2 separate regions of the Anser cygnoides genome follow, and region 2 is linked to region 1. The links are chromatin contacts, called in public Hi-C maps. All regions are on one chromosome and are shown on one strand. Each heading gives the region's core, a stretch centred on a gene start, on an enhancer-like site or on the middle of the called end of the contact. The rest is flanking DNA. Distances are from core to core; before and after follow the strand shown.

The links. Hi-C and Micro-C count contacts between places; a contact is called where the count stands out from the background.
Region 2: a contact with region 1 is called in a Hi-C map of liver, with 1.7 times the contacts expected there. The contact joins the enhancer-like site here to the promoter of JADE2 in region 1. A contact is called at or near these places in 3 of 7 Hi-C or Micro-C datasets (granulosa cells and liver).

The regions. Positions count from the first base shown.
Region 1 is chr14:3,128,560-3,131,830 of Taihu_goose_T2T_genome, reverse strand. It overlaps JADE2 (jade family PHD finger 2), which reads right to left and starts at 1,471. Exons shown (of 12, transcript XM_067005584.1): 1 at 1,257-1,471.
Region 2 is chr14:3,214,049-3,217,319 of Taihu_goose_T2T_genome, reverse strand. SAR1B (secretion associated Ras related GTPase 1B) reads left to right here. Exons shown (of 7, transcript XM_067005585.1): 7 at 1-1,492. Among named protein-coding and RNA genes, the nearest start is that of SAR1B, 17 kb to the left of the region's middle. Within about 2 kb of position 1,554, at least 1 of the 3 cell types and tissues checked has open chromatin away from gene starts, as enhancers often do. A contact at or near this core is called in liver, where this site is marked.

The DNA.
Region 1 (3,271 bases), core at 222-2,721:
ATTTCATCTCCCCGCCTAGAAATCTAGCACGTCCCCTTCCAATTCTTTGCTGCGAGCCTTCGTTTTTAGCGATCAGCCTCAATTTTCCTAGGAAAAACAAATTTAACCTTTGATTTAACCTTTCGGCGAGCTATTTTTACTCCTATCTCAAGCTTATTTTAACCTCGGTAGCCAATAAACGCTTAAAGGTCAAACCCCATTCCTAAGAGCCCGGCTTCACCCCTGGGAGGAAGGCTGAGATCACGGATTTTTCCGGGGCAGAATCCCCTCTTCCGAAACCGTCCCAGCGGCAGGAGGGGCCGGGCACAGAACCAGAGGAGGGAAACAGCGCCGGGCGAAGCTGGGGGGGGATGTCGAAATGCCTCCTGCCCTCCTCGGGATGCTCGGGGATGCTCGGGGATGCTCGGGGATGCCGGCTGCCCCCGGTACGCGCACCCGCTGCCCCCGAGCCGGGCACCCCGGCGGCTCCCCCGCCTTGGCATCGCTGCCCAACTTCCACGTCGCAGCGAGCGGGGATGGGGGCACGGCTCGGCACGGTAAAGCACAGCATGGCACGGCTCGGCATGGCACGGCACGGCTCGGCACGGTTCAGCACGGCACAGCACAGCACGGCACGGCTCGGCACGGCACAGCACGGCTCGGCGGGCCGGAGGCAGGTGGGGAAGGCTCCGGGGCTGCAGCGGGGCGGCCCCGGGCCCCGGGCGGGATGGAGCCGGCCCCGCCACGCCCCCGGGCCCCGGCCCCACCGGGCACGGCCCCCGCCGCCGCCGCGCCCGCCCCCGGCGCCCCCCCGGGGATGAAAGGGGCGGGGGGGGGGGGGGGGACCCGGGATGTTGGGGGGGGGGGGGGGGGGGGCAGGGGGGGGGTGCCTGGTCGGGGCCGCGCAGCGCCCTCCCGGAGCCGCGGTGCGCGGGCACGGCGCGGGGCAGGCAGTGCCGCAGTCATTAATTCGGGGAGCGGAGCGGGGCGAGCGGCTGCAAAAGTTGTGTGCGCGGCCCCCCCCCCCCCCAACCCCCCCCTCCGTCCCGCTCCCCCCCCCCACACCCACACCCACACACCCCCCCCCCCGTACCGGGCAGGGACCGGCGTGCGCAACGCGCCCCCGGGGGAGGGGGGGGGAAGGAGGGGGAGAGGGGAGGGAGGGAAAATAATAAAAAAAAAATAAAAATTAAAAAAATAAATAAATAAATAAAAAGGGGAGGGGGGGGGAGAAGAAGCGCGCCCCCCCCCCCCCCCCCCCCGCAGTCCCCCCTTACCTTTGCCGGCGGCGCCTCCTCCGCCGGGCGCGCCGGGCTCCGGGGCTGCGGGCGGGGAGGGGCGGGGGCGGCGGCCGGGGCCGGGGCCGTTCCCGGGGCCGTTCCCGCAGCCCGGGCCGGGGGAGCCCCGCGGCCGCCTCACGCCGCTGCCATCGGCGGGGCCGCGCCGTCCGGGCCCCTCCTCGGGAGCGGGCGGCCCCCCCCTCCCCGCACACACACACACACCCACCCCCCCCCCCAACCCCCGGCCCCGCCGCCGCCGCCGCGATGGCCGCCCCGCCGCCGGGCCCTGCCCGCCCCTTTCTGTTTCTTTTTCTCGCCCCGCACTTCCTCGGGAGCTCCGCGCTCCGGCGGGCGGGGAAGCGACTTTGGGAGCCGGGCACGGAGAGGAGCAGCGGGGCTGCTGCTGCCGGTGGTGGTGCTGCTGGTGCTGGTGGTGGTGGCGGCGCCCCCCCCCCCCCAGCCCCCCTTCCCCTGCCCACCCCCGACCCCCCCCACCCCTCAATTCCCCCCGGCTCCGGCTCCAGGTGCGGGCAGCGCCGGTCCCATCCCGGGCCGGGCCGCGCCGCTCCTCACCCCCCCGCCGGCCGCGGGGGCCCCATGGCGCTGCCCGGAGCCCCGCACGCGTCCCGCCGGCACGGCTCGGCTCGGCTCGGCCCGGCCCCGCAACCTTCCCCCCCCCCCCCCGCACTCTTTTACCTCCTCTTCCCCCCCCCCCCCCCTTTCCCCAAGCTCCACTCCCCCTCTCCCGGCTGTGCACAGGCGTACACGGGGCCGCTGCTGCAACCTTAAAAAAAAATCGGCTTATACTTAAAAAAAAAAAAAAAAAAAAAAAAAAAAAAAGCCTTTTGGCGCCATATTAATGACGTACTTAAAATTTGCCATTTCTCCTGCGTCAAAAAGACGGTTCTGGCCCGGCGCGGAGAGGAGCCGCGCCCCCCCCCGCCGCGCACCCGCGCGCCCCACGCGCGGCGCCGCGGACACGCGTGGCCGAGCTCCGCGGGGTGCGGGGCGGGGTGCGGAGCGGCTGGGCCCCGCTGCAAGCCCCCGCGTGAGCCGGCACGGCACGGCACGGCACGGCACGGCACGGCCGGCCCAAAGTTGGCCGAGTTGCCGCGGAGCGGTGCGGTGCCCCCCCCGGTGCGGTTCCCCCCCCCCCGGTGCGGTGACCCCCCGGGTGCTGCCCCCACGGCCGGTGCCCGCTCAGGGCTGCCCACCGGTGAGGGATTTTCCCCGGATTAACCCAGCGGCTGCCCAGGCAGGCACGGTTCCTTAAATAAAAGCAGTATGAATGGGATGCAGTGGTCCGTACGATGCGCGTCTTCCCAAAGTCCACGAGGCCCCGACGGTCAAGTTGCAGAAGTTGGCTCGCTCTGTTTCAAACCGCTGCTGTGGGAGATGAAAACTCAGTTTAAAGACGGTCCCTCAGTCACAACCCACTACCATCCCTTGGGTCCCGTAAGCAGGGCACCTCTTAAGAGTTCCCCAACTTACTGACCACTCCCAGCCAGGGCCACCAGCACAACCAGGGCGCTGGGATGCTCCCCCGTGGGCGTCCCCTTTCCAGACACTTGCCACACTTTAATGAATTAGGCTGCAGCTTGCTATCTCATCATGTGCTGGACATTTTCTGAAAAATTAAAGTCCTTTGGCTCCTCCAAGGATGAAGACAAGAGGAGAAGAGCATTGCTTTGGTTGTAGTTGGGCTTGCTGGCCTTTTTAATTGTTATTTTTATGTGCCCCTGGAAATAGTCTTGAAATTTGCCGTGAGGCAGCCTTCTAGGGTCTTGTAGATAAGCCCGCCCAAATTCATCACCTTCCTGGTCTTTCAAGCAGAGCAGCTCACAACACATGGCAAAACAACGTCAGTTCCCGCACGGCGCAGGAAGGAGGAGATTTGGGGGAGCAAGGGAGATTGCCCGGATTCCCGTAGCTAAGAACAGCACTCCCTTTATGTCTGCTTTGGAAATAAGATGTCATCTTCTCTGGGGAGCCTCTTCGCTGGGAAGCCCCAA
Region 2 (3,271 bases), core at 305-2,804, 85 kb before region 1:
TAAAAAAGGACAGAGGTATACTGCTTTAAAAGTGTGTATTAAGGGTAATTCTTAGTGTTATGGAACTACTCAGATTTCATGTTTCATACTGTGAGATGCTAGTTTAAATGTGGTTGTAATAAGGGCATGAAGAAATTGGACCTTTTGTTTTTCTGTCTTGGTATTGTAATGGTTCCCATTGTGGGAACAGCTGAACAACACTCGGTTAAATACACAAATAATCTCACTGTTCCTTCGGTAGAGGAAATATTTCTTCTGTAGTTTACATTCTGCTGTGCACATGAATGTGAATGGGTGTCGTGTGTCTTTGTGTGAAGACTTTATTAATAGAAAAATATACTGGTGAGAGTTTTTCTGGTGGCTTTCATCCCCACCACCTCTACATCTCCCCGTTCACTTATTTCTAGAGGTTACTTATTCCTATGATTGCGACCAGTCTTACTTATAAAAAAAAAAAAAAAAGAGGGGAGGGGGCAACGTTCACCTCTGGGTCTGACTCCTATGAATTTTTTTTGCACTCTTGACTATGCAGACTTCAATTAAACATCACTTTAAAGAATGTGAAAAAGAAAACCCATTAATAAAGACGTTATTTATGAGGTGTCTCAAATTTGTTTTTACATCACCACTTCAAGAGAAATGAATGCAGATTTCTAAGATATTAATAACTAGTACTGACAAAATGGCCCATATTTCACTGCAGTGACCCCATACAGTAGCATCTGTGAGTCGAATAAGATTTATTCTGCTTGGATTTAATTAAACTTTGGTTTTAGTTTGTACTGTTTATCTGAGAGGCATTGCTATATTTCAGTCTAGGTTTAATAAATTCTTTAGCAACAATTATTGGCATTGGAAATGGGAAGGATCTTTGCGTTTTATTTGTCCTCTTGCCAGACCAAGATTATTTCATGAAGCGTGTTATCTAATGCTGTATTCAGTGTTCAGGTACTGTCATACGATGTGCCAAAGATGACCTGTGGCATTCACTGGAATATAATACCTGCATGTGTGTGGGCTTTATTGTATTTTAATAATTGGAATTGAACATCAAATAGAGCATTTGACATCTGCTTATTTATAACTAAAGTCATCTCAGAAAAATGATATTGTTGTTCTCCAGTCCCAGTGAATTCACAGGTCTACTTTAAGTAGAATTGTTCTGTCTTGTTCTCTCTTGTTTGTACTGTCAGCATATTTGGTTGTTACCAACCAAAGTCCAATATTTCTATTGACTACAACATGCTCAGAGTTCGTGTAAATAATGTAATCAATAGTTATGGACTTAAAAGCCGTATTTAAAACAGCCTAATCCACTGGCTGTCAGTGGGGACGTGTAATTTATTTGCACTTAGATAAACCACTTTTGCACTAGTATTTCAGTGTGGAACTAAACATTTTCTGTTTTGAAATGTGAGTGCTCTAAATGTTTAAAAGCATAATTTATATAATAAACTGCAGAAGAAAAGCTGAAGGAGAAAGTGGTCTTAAACATGTTCTTGATGTGGTGTTTATTGTTATTATCACATGCCATGCTTGAAATGTAAGTATCAGGAATAGAAAATAAAATTCTGAGTTGGAATTTGAAGAAAAAGAGTTTTAAGCAAGTAGTTCTTGACAAATTACATTAATCATGACCAGGAAGAAGCGTTCTGACCCAGTGCATGTTCTAGTGCTGAGTTTGGGTTTCTTCAGCTGGGTATAATAACCGTTCAGCCTCTCCTTTGCTAGGATTTCTGTTCAGGTGTGCATGGAATCAAATCCTCAACTCAGAAAACAGCATAAAAGGATGATGTTTCCTTTCTTGCAGGTTTAAAATAGGTAGAAAGATCCAATTTTACAGGCAAATGATAGCTGTCTTAGATTTCGGCAGACCTCTAGGATTTGCACTGTTGGTGGGACAGTATCGAGTGGGGATGCCCTGAGTTTAGGTGTTTGTCACCCTGTTTGCTTACGTGCCTCTCGTGTTTGACACAGCCCACGGGAAAGCATGTTGTTTTCTGTCATAAGGAACTATTCTCCAGTCCTAAGTATGTGCTCTCCTTAGTTAATTTTTTCCAAATCATTTTGCACTTGTCTGCTTCAGAACTAGAATTAGAAAATTGTGGTGAGCAGTTATGGTAAAATAATGATAAGAATGTGTCCCTTGCTTTTCTTATGACCCCATTTCTTATGGCAAGTGTGCCATCTGAGTAAGAAATTTGTAATGTTTTACACCCTTTGATGCATTTTTCATTTCAGGATCTCAAAACTTTCTACATGCTAATGCTGCCTCACCATTCTGGTGATGCAGAGAGCTCTTGTCCTTGTTTAACCTGTGAAGAAAATGTGGTCCAGAGGGATTATGTCATGCTTGGTCACTGAATGGAGAGAGCTCTCAGCCACCACCACCAGCAAGCTGCAATGGAGCAATGCCTTGGCTAGTCCACACACCGTTTGTCCGAGAGAGAAACTGCGATGCAGGAAGGGAAAAATTAGCTGGGTTGAAAGATGTCCTCTGGTCGGTGAGGAAAGAGGGAGAAAATTCTCTGGAGTGGGATTCCTGATGCTGCTCTGCCACAGCTTGTTTGTGGGCTGGTCCCAGGGCTCTATTTGGAAACGCTGGTGCTTATGAAAGGGGAGAAATCAGCAACTGGTGGGAGCTGTGTTTCCAATCAGCCTGTGCATGCTGGCGGTAATGCTGGGGTTTCTCAGGCTTATTTCTGAAATCCTTCCGGTACCCTGCAATTCAGCTTAGAAACCATACAGGGTTTTGCAGAGTAACTTCAAATTGCTGATCCCTGGTGGGAGCGTTCCCCAGGGACGGGGCTGGGGGCACTTCCTTCGTGCACATGACTTCTGACCAGAGATACGCAAAAGCTGCAAAATTTAGGACCGGATTTTAAGCTCTCTCGTGGGTGTTGGCATCCAGAGCTGGATTCTGAGTTCAGCCGAGATTATTGGTTCCAGCCCAATGCCTGAACGCCATTTTCTCACTGCTTTCCTAGAGCAGGATCTTGGTCTAGGTTCAGCTAAATTGGAACAGTAAAAGGAAGGCTCCTATATGTGCCAAGTAACTCTTCTATTCCTTCCTCTGTGTGTAGTATATAGAGATATAAAATATGTAAATATATGTGTATACATATATATATACACGCAAGGGATTTAAAATAAATCATTTCAAAATATTGTTACTGAGATGCATTAGCATGAAATTGCAAAGGACTTTTAGTGAAGGCCTGTGCTAAGTAAAAAAAATAAAAATAAAAATAAAAATAAAAAGGAATTTGCA